Linked DNA regions of Mus musculus: region 1 is linked to region 2. The links are chromatin contacts, called in public capture Hi-C maps. All regions are on one chromosome and are shown on one strand. Each heading gives the region's core, a stretch centred on a gene start, on an enhancer-like site or on the middle of the called end of the contact. The rest is flanking DNA. Distances are from core to core; before and after follow the strand shown. Region 1 overlaps Utrn (utrophin). Region 2 has its middle 51 kb from the start of Fbxo30.

Region 1 (4,496 bases), core at 1,596-4,095, 1.4 Mb before region 2:
GCATTTTTATTGATTTAGCTAATTATTTTGATTTAGTTTTATGATTTTTTTGTGCTGCCAGCATATGTATGTAAAACAGTTTCGCTGAAATAATTTTGTGCCCAAACATTTTGTCATGTGTCCTATGAGTTAAAATATTTTAAGCATCCTGGTGTATATTATTAATTCAAGGTTGTGCACAGGTGCCATGAAGAAGGAAACAGCTGTTCAAGAATCATAGAGTGTTGATTTGTTCGTGTGGTCAATATTGTCTTCTTACTGCCCAGACTGATTCGCCCCTTCATTCTGTGCATTTTTCTCCCACCATTGGCTTATTAGTAGGGGACAATGACGGCTTGGAAAGCCAGGGATGACAAGTGATGTTTAAACAAAATCAGTTTCTCCTCCCTGACGTCTGTATATATGTTTGTGTGTGAGAACCACATAGACCCTGTGTGGGTACTTTTATAAAGGGTAACTCTATAACTGAACATATCCCAATCACTCAGTGTTTGACATGACTTTTAAGTTCACATGCTGCCTGGCATCTGTATGTTAATATGAGGTTCATATAAGGTCAAGCATATGTGCTGGACAGTGGTGGCACATGCCTTTAATCCTAGCACTTGGAAGGCAGAGACAGGCTGATTTCTGAGTTCGAGGCCAGCTTGGTCTACAGAGTGAGTTCCAGGACAGCCAGGACTACATGAAGAAACCCTGTCTCGAAAAAACAAAAAAATAAACCAAAACAAAACAAAAAAGGTTGAACATATGTGTTTTGGGGGAAAAAAATAGAACACGTGAGTGGTGCATTTTAAAATAAGCCTTACAGGTTTTACTTTCAGGTGGGGTGTGTTGCTCTCCTTGGATAACTAAACCCTGAAGTGTTTCAGAGCATGAAACAAGCTTGACTTGGCCACAGTCTGAATGTTAAGACAGAGGTATTTTAAGACCATCTGTCAGGCTCCCTTGGTTTCTCTCAGTAACCAAACCGTACACATATTTCTTGAGCCACAGTAAATGGACGTCCTAGCCTGAGGTCCCCTTGATCATGAGTCAGTTCTTGCTTTCATGAGAAGCCAGTGGGTTGGGTAGTTCAGAAGGTGTATGGAGGTGGAGATGCCGTGGAGCAAAATGGCGGATGCGGAGGGATTCACATTTATTCTCCCCTTTCCTTGGTGCTGTTTGTGGTGTCTCATCAGAGATGTGTGAACTCCCAGAACGAGTACTTTCTTAATGCTCTGTCTTCTGCAGTTCCTGCTGAGGTCCAGATTACTGACTCAAAACAGGAGACCTTCCTCCCTGCCTGTGACTGTCACAGGAGTTTTGTTTTGTGGCTTCCCAAAGGGGCAGCAGCTTAGCTGATCTGTGACCTCCCTTTTTACCATAATTCCTCATATCAACGCGAATGTCAAAATTATCTTTTATTACTTAAGTAGTAACATATCGTTAATCAGAAAACCCATGTTACCAATGACTTCACTTATGATTTAATGCAGTGCTTTTTACATGATTAAAAAATAGCCGGGCGTGGTGGTGGCGGACGCCTTTAATCCCAGCACTTGGGAGGCAGAGGCAGGCGGATTTCTGAGTTCGAGGCCAGCCTGGTCTACAGAGTGAGTTCCAGGACAGCCAGGAAAATACAGAGAAATCCTGTCTCGAAAAACACCCCCACCCCCAAATGCCGGTCACAAAGTTAAGTGGTTCTTTAAGAACAAAAAACGTTAGTTGGAACTCTGCGTGACTGACGCGGATACAGTAGGGAGTAAACAGAAAGTTCTTTCTGAGAAGAGAGCTGGCATAGCACTCTAGATTCAGAAAATGCTATTTTGTCATCGTGACTAAAAGCTTGATGACTTGTGTTTCCTCTGGGGTGCAGTTTATTAAGTATCAAATGGAAATTTCCAGCCTGTATGTATGGATCTGAAAGCTATAGGCACGAACCGCTTTCTCTTGGTTCTCGGCAGAGCCCTGCTGGCCTTTCAAAGGGAAGTTAGTTGTTTATATTTAGCTCTGGAAATTAAGCAATTAGCAGGGATAGGAGAATATAGACAATGTCACACCATTGTCGTTTTCTCACTTGCTCGAAGTTTGTTCATCTCAGGCAAGGTAAATGAGTCCAAGTAATTGAAGTTGGAAAGGATGTGGAGTGTGGGAGAGGATTGCTTTTCATTTTTCTTTTTCTAGTTTGTTCAGGTCTGTGAAGTTCTGAAAGACTGATTTGTAACAAAGCTCAGTCACAGAAGCGGACAGTGCTTTTTAATGCTTAATAAATAATTGGCCGCTGTGACAGCATGGCCTGATAAAGCCGGAACGGAATCCCTCTAGAATGGAAAGTGAAGTAGTTGGGTCAGGCCTGGTGGTACAGGTTCTGTACTCTCAGCTAACTGGGAAGCTGAGGCTGGAAGATTGTTCCAGGCCTGGGTGGTTTGTAGAGTGAACTGAAGGTCAGGTTGTATAACTTAGTGACTCTCTGTCTTGTATTGAAATGTTAAAGTATCAAAGCTTTGTGTATTGTGCCAGGTGAACATTTGCCTAACATATGTAAGGCCCTAAGGGCAATTCCCTGCAGTTGCTGGAAGGTGTTGGTTTTCAGGGTGGGTGCCTCCTTCTCCCTGCTCTTCCTCCTTCTCTTCTCCCTCTTCTTCCTCCTTCTCTTCCTCCTCCTCCTAATACATATTTGTGCATGTTTATTATAGAATTGGTAGACAGTTTCTGTGTATAGACACCATGACCTTGACAACTCTTATTAAAAAAACAAAACAAGACAAAACATTTAATTGCGCTGGCTTACAGTATAGAGGTTCAGTCCCTTACCATCATGGTGGGAAGCATGGCAGAGTGCAGGCAGACATGGAGCTGAGGGTTCTATATCTGGATCCTCAAACAGCAGTTGGAGACTGTGTCACACCAGCCACATTTGACCTTATGCTACCTCAAAGCCTGCCCTCACAGTGACACACTTTCTCCAACAAGGCCACACCTCCTCCAAGGAGGCCACAGCTCCTAATACTGTCACTTCCTATGGGCCAAGCACTTATATACATTTGTGTATGGGCTCCATACCTGTTCAACACCACATTCACAAAAGTGACCATCTCTTTTGAGACAGGATCTTTTATTGGCCTGACCTCACCAAGCTGTCCAGACTGGGGTGGATTCTCCCTGTTTAGACTTCCCTAGCTCTGGGATTACAAAGACAGTGCACACACACCACCATACCCAACAAACATTTTTCTGTGGTTTCTGAGAATCAAGCTCAAGTCAAGCACTTTATCCAGTGAGCCACCTTCTCAGGCCATATTTATGGTGTCTGTATTTTTTCCTACTGTAAAAGGACTAGGAAAACAAAAACTGTTGACATAGAAAACCACAGCACAATAAAAATTAACAGGAAAGCAACAACCCTAGACTCCATGGGAAAGCGTCTAATGAAACACGGACAGAGACGCCTAATGAATAGGATTGTAAACGTTCTATGTGTTTTTAAGATAGTGTTAATATATATTTTTATATGTTTTATCTATCATCTATCCATTTATATATCTTCTATTTATCTATCTATCTAATTTATATATCATCTATCTACATATCTTTCATCTATCTATCTATCTATCTATCTATCTATCTATCTATCTATCTATCTTCCTACCTATCATCTGTCTGGGAAAGAAAATTGTCACCAGTTCTATGTAACATCTGGAGAAACAAGCTCTTTTAACTCCACAGTGAAGGCACAGAGTAGGCGATGCTTGGCCAGTACATGATTTAACTGGCACTGTTGACAGGTTTTCTGATTCCAGATTCAGTGTCTCTCTGCATTTCATTTCAGGTGGTCACAGTGGTTATCCTGAGCTACAAAGAACCATGCGGTTGAGGGGTAAAGAAAGAGAAAGTAGCTTAAGTCATTGCTATACTTTCTTTTAGTTATCATTCGTTGTATTTTCACTGTACTAGGAAGGAAATCCCCTGTGTAGATGTTTCATCACCCGTAGTCTTGGGCATGCCTAGGTACTTGTTCTCATCTTGAAGTTGAAAAAACAATGAGCAACTGGGCTGTGGTGGCGCACGCCTTTAATCCCAGTACTCGGGAGGCAGAGGCAGGTGGATTTCTGAGTTTGAGGCCAGCCTGGTCTACAAAGTGAGTTCCAGGACAGCCAGGGCTACACAGAGAAACCCTGTCTCGAAAAACCAAAAAAAAAAAAAAAAGAAAAAAAAAAAAAGAAAAACAATGAGCTACATTATTTTTGAAACTATTTTGGCTATATGAACGTTTTTGTTTCCAGTTTCTATAGGCTTTTTTTTTCCCCCCTAATGGATTCATTTCTCAGCTTTGTACAAAGGATGGATTGGCTCATTTTAATGCAAATTGATATAGTTGGTTCTGGGTTTTGATTCATAATTTAGCTTGGTTTGAGTCTCAATACCACAAGTATTGAATTATGTATTCCCCAAGCCTAATTCTCCATACCCAAATGTAGTTTTTTATCATCATATTTAAGACACATAATAGCGCC
Region 2 (4,832 bases), core at 1,836-4,335:
CTTTACACCATGTACATTTGAGCATCTTCACTCCTCCCTTGACATCTGTTTTCCTTGAAATAAAATCATGTGTTCAATTTTAAATGTCATGTTTTTGCAATTTTTATGAATGTGACCTTTTAACACTTAAATTCCTCAGTCAGACATGGGGATAACAATAATTCCCTCATCTTATTCTCTCCTTATATTTTTAAGATTACATGAGTCACAGTCAACAGGGCTGCTCCTTAAGGACTGTGTGTCTTACTCTTACTTTTGTGTTCTTAATGCACTGAAAAAACTGTCTTCAAGGTCGTTGTATTATAAACTACTAGACTACTTACAGTTATTCCTATTACTACCAAACATTACTAATAATACAAGAACCACAACCTGTGACATCATTTCAAAATGGCCAAACAGTTCACGTTAGGTAGCATTTGAAAGAGCCAAAGGTGCAGAAGTCACATGCTGTGCAAATGAGGACATGAGCACTGTGCCTTGGTTTCTGGTTCCAGGGAGGAGGCCTCCTGTGGAACAGAAAGGCTAAAAGAGACTCCAGAAGTTGCCTCTTTCTTTCTAGGCCCCGTGCCACCAGGGATTTAGAGGTCAAAAGTGCTTTCTTCACACAAACATTAGCTTGTCTAAAACACAATCAACTTGCTTCTTGTCCTGGCCTTTGTGCTGTCTAAGGTAAGACGCACAGAGGCAGGGAGAGAATAGCATTTCTAGGATATAAAATCTTACAGAGAATATAAAGGTTTGTTAAAACACTTCGATTCCCAACTCTGATTGGCTAAATATGTACTCTACTTTTTATGGTCAAAACACTCCAGTTCCCAAATACAAAACCCAACTTTAAAAACAGGAAGCTAAAATTTCCAATTGAGGTCACTGTTCATCTTTCCCTGCTGCTAAAATAAGCTATAATGAAACATTACTAATAAGGTATATCAGCAGCCAAATCCGAATTCTTTCACCTCTCTTAATGTGGTGGTCATAACCCCAAAGACATCAGTTCAGTGTTATAACTTGCATATGAAATGTATTCCCTCAGGCTCAAATATTTGAATGCTTGGTCTCCAGGTTGGTGGTGGGAGCACAGGTTTGGGTGATCAGAGAACCTTTGAAATTAAAGGTATTGCTTGCCTTGAGGTATGTCCCTGAGAACGAGCATTAGAGGGTTTTAATCTGACTCTACTTTGGGACAGATCTTGTTTGTCTTGTTTATACCAAAGATGATGCTATGAGCTCTTGCTGTCCTGGGCCCACCCATTCCAGTAGCTATGCCTTCTCTGCCATGGTGGAATGCTGACTCTGAACGGATAGCCTCATTATACTTGCCTTCTCTAGAATTGTTTCTTTCAGTTTTCTTTTTTTCAGTGATAAAAAAGAATACAAACACATTTCCATGATTATAACAAATGTTAGAGATATAACCTATAAAAGGGGGAAAGGTTTATTTCCATTCACAACTTTGGAGCCTTCGGCCCATGGTTGGCCTGTTACTTGTGGCTATGGTAAAGAATCGTATGGTGGGATCATGGTACAGCAAAATGCTCTCAGGAAATTACAGAAAGAGGAGGAAATATATTCTACTCGCACCTTCACATGCAAGATCCTACTGACCCATGACCCCCAACTAGATCAAAGGTTCTTCTACTGTCCAGTAGAACCAAGCTCAAAATTTAGTCTTTAGTTATGGAACCTCTAATTGTTATATATAGAAAGGGTCATATAAAAGAGATTAAGGGAAAGATTTGAGATGAGAGTGTATCTTTGATGAATTTGACAGGCCCTGACCTGAATATACTCACAAATGCCATTATATAGGGCAACAGAGAGAGAGAGAGAGAGAGAGAGAGAGAGAGAGAGAGAGAGAGAGAGAGAGGAGGGGAGAGGGAGAGGGAGAAGGAGGGGGGAGGGGGAGGGGAAGGGGGAAAAAGAGGGGGAGGGGGGAGGGAGAGGGAGATCTGATACAAAAAGAAAAAAGATACCGTGAAAACAGACACTGGTTGGTATGATATGGCCCAAAACTAAGTGTTTCAGTAATATCTGAAGATGGGGGAGACAGAGGAAGCCACTTTCCCACAGAGCATACTGGAGAATTAGAGATGTGCTAGAACCTTGATCTGACCCAAGTGAAACATTCCATAATTCTAGCTTTGAAAACATGATACAGTTCTTGAGGCCAACTCCTTTCATGGCTGTTACAGCAGACAACAATCAAATATAGGTCCTTCCATAGAAATCTGCATCTGTTTTCTAAAAACAAGAGGATAAGTTTGCTAACTGCATATGATCACTTGTCATTATGGGGTGTTGTAAACTGCATGGGTAAACTACAGAACTGACTTACATACTGGAGGCTGGTAGCTGCACATCAAGGCCAGCCACATTGGTTATTTTAGTTTGTCGATGGCCATCCTTTCCCCGAGCCTTCCCTGCACCTGTCTGTGTCCTGACTTCTTTCCCTAAGCACAGCCATGCTGTTGGTTCAGGTCCATGTGAGGTTATACCTAAATTGCTTCTTTTAACTATCTTTAAAACACTGGGTGGTGAGACAATTTGAATTAAGCTCTGCACATAGACTAACCCATACTTCTCAGGGAACCTTTTCCTTGACTTCCAAGTGTATTTGCCTGTGTCACTGATCTCCTTTACCCTGCCCTGTTAGAAACTGAGTTCCTGGACACTTTGAAGTTACATTTATTTTGATCGCAATGAAAGATGAATGTATTAATCCTTTAAAGTGGTTGGCAAACAAATGGAACTTTTGTGTTTATCCACCATCATATTAACTGAGTACTAGAACGTGGGCATATCACATTTCTGGCCTACCTCAGGCATTTACAACTAAGAGTAAACAAACCATTATAGAACGTTTTATTTTTAGAACAGGAATTCAGTTTGTCCCTCTGGGGGCTGGAATGTTTCAGTTAGTAAAAATGCTTCTCGCCACACATACATGAAGAGCTAAGGTCAGGTCTTCAGCACTCAAGAAAAAAAAAAAGCTACACATCAGAGATCCAGTTCTGGGGAGACAGAGATAGGAGGATGAGTCAGCTAGACATCGAACTCTTGGAAGTCTGATGCAAATGAGATCTCAAGAAAAAGGCAGCGGTACAGACATTTACATTTTCTTTCATCTTGGTTAACTTCTGGCCTTTTCAGAGTCAGAATCTGACTGATGAGTTCTTTCAGAGGAAAAGTGGTTTAAATAGACAGGGGGAAATGAGACTATCTTTGTAGGAGCAGCAGTTTTAGAAAAAGTTCCTGGAGTCAGGAAATAATGTACCAATGGGAAAGGTTAAGTGAGACCATATACCTGCTTTTCAGAGAAGTGTTAGTTTAATCAGATGTGGAGGGTCCCTTCAGGTTTTACAGCAGGGAGAGAAATGATCCACAAAAAGACAAGAATAAAACTCAGTTACATTTTTAGGTACAGGTGTTAGGCCAGGACTTTTAAAGTCTGACATCAGCTCATATTATATTTTTGCCATATTTAAGTATTTCACAATTTTAGAAAAACGTTTTTTGGTAACAACTCAGCCTCATTAAAGCTCAAGACATGTTTCCACTAAAGCTGTTTATAAAGTAAATATGGTGTCTGTATTTTTGTTGTTGACTTACAGACAATACTTGAGATAAGGGTCTAGGGAAAATGACTGAGGTAAATACAATCCCTGTGGGAGTGAGGATTTGTCCTGGTCCTAAGATAACCTAACACTGACTGTTGCAAAGTACAAATGACATCTCTCACAAGGATTAGTTTAGTGGCAACAAGTAATGTTCAATAAAAGTTTTAGAATTAAAGGGTATGGACAAGCAAAGCATAAACTCTGGAAGACAAGGGCAGAGTCTGGCTCATCAGAGCAAAGGATCACTAGCAAAGCTAAACTCTATCTGTTCCCAGCATTCCAGGAGAGCAGGCTAAACATCTCTCTCCTTTGATGGTATCTGTGAGTTTAACTTTCTTGGCTTCTCCAGTGCTTATCTGTGTGTACAAACATCTTTTACCTTCTATATAATGACATGCTATTAGTTACATAATCAGATGCCCAAGACTTAAACAAGCCACAATTAGTAAATATTTAAGACCTATAATAAATATTTGTTGAACTGTACGGAATTATTTGCTATGCCAAAACTTACTGCTTCCTCTTGGGATAGTAAAAATAATGGTTGTGGAAAAGCTGTATATGCAGTTTTAATTAATATACAGTTCCATAAAATGTCAAAAGTAAGAAACAAATCCCCCAATACATGGAAAAGCAAATGGAATAGTTACCAATTATACCCACGGTTCAGGGAGGAAGGACTTAGAATGCTCTTCTCACCTCCCTTTTATTCAAGATTCTGGCTTTTTATAAATCTCATTACTTCTCATTCCTTAAATTCTATTAATTGCATGTATATCTCTTGAAAAATTATTTAAATTCAAATCTTCCTTCTTTCTTATTTTAGCTTCCTCAATTATTCTGAAGGTCTGCTCTGAGTATGGAAAAGGCTTTAGTTAAGCACAGTTCTTGTCTAATTTGAACTCTTTTCCACAAATGATGAAGTATGCTAATAGTTTTTGGAGTTGCTCATATAGCCCAATGTTTATTTTACATGAGGAGGTCCAGAGACAAACTGACCTATTCAACAAGACCCAGATTGTTAATAAAGTCAGAACTCAGGTGCTCTTCCTTCCTTCCTTCCTTCCTTCCTTCCTTCCTTCCTTCCTTCCTTAGTTGTGCTAGATATATTCAAAAGAGTAAAAAATTAAGGCCTAAGTTTGGGACAGGAGAGAAGAGGCATAGAGATGACAATGAGATGTATTATAGATCAAGCAGAAGCTGAAGTCTTGC

The links. Capture Hi-C pulls out chosen DNA fragments and counts their contacts.
Region 1: a contact with region 2 is called in a capture Hi-C map of embryonic stem cells, with 6 times the contacts expected there. The contact joins two enhancer-like sites.

The regions. Positions count from the first base shown.
Region 1 is chr10:12,606,845-12,611,340 of GRCm38.p6, reverse strand. All of the region lies in intron 50 of Utrn (utrophin), which reads left to right. Among named protein-coding and RNA genes, the nearest start is that of Gm25139, 240 kb to the right of the region's middle. Within about 2 kb of position 2,845, at least 22 of the 459 cell types and tissues checked have an H3K27ac peak or open chromatin away from gene starts, as enhancers often do. A contact at or near this core is called in embryonic stem cells, where this site is marked.
Region 2 is chr10:11,227,989-11,232,820 of GRCm38.p6, reverse strand. No RefSeq gene overlaps it. Among named protein-coding and RNA genes, the nearest start is that of Fbxo30, 51 kb to the left of the region's middle. Within about 2 kb of position 3,085, at least 14 of the 459 cell types and tissues checked have an H3K27ac peak or open chromatin away from gene starts, as enhancers often do. A contact at or near this core is called in embryonic stem cells, where this site is marked.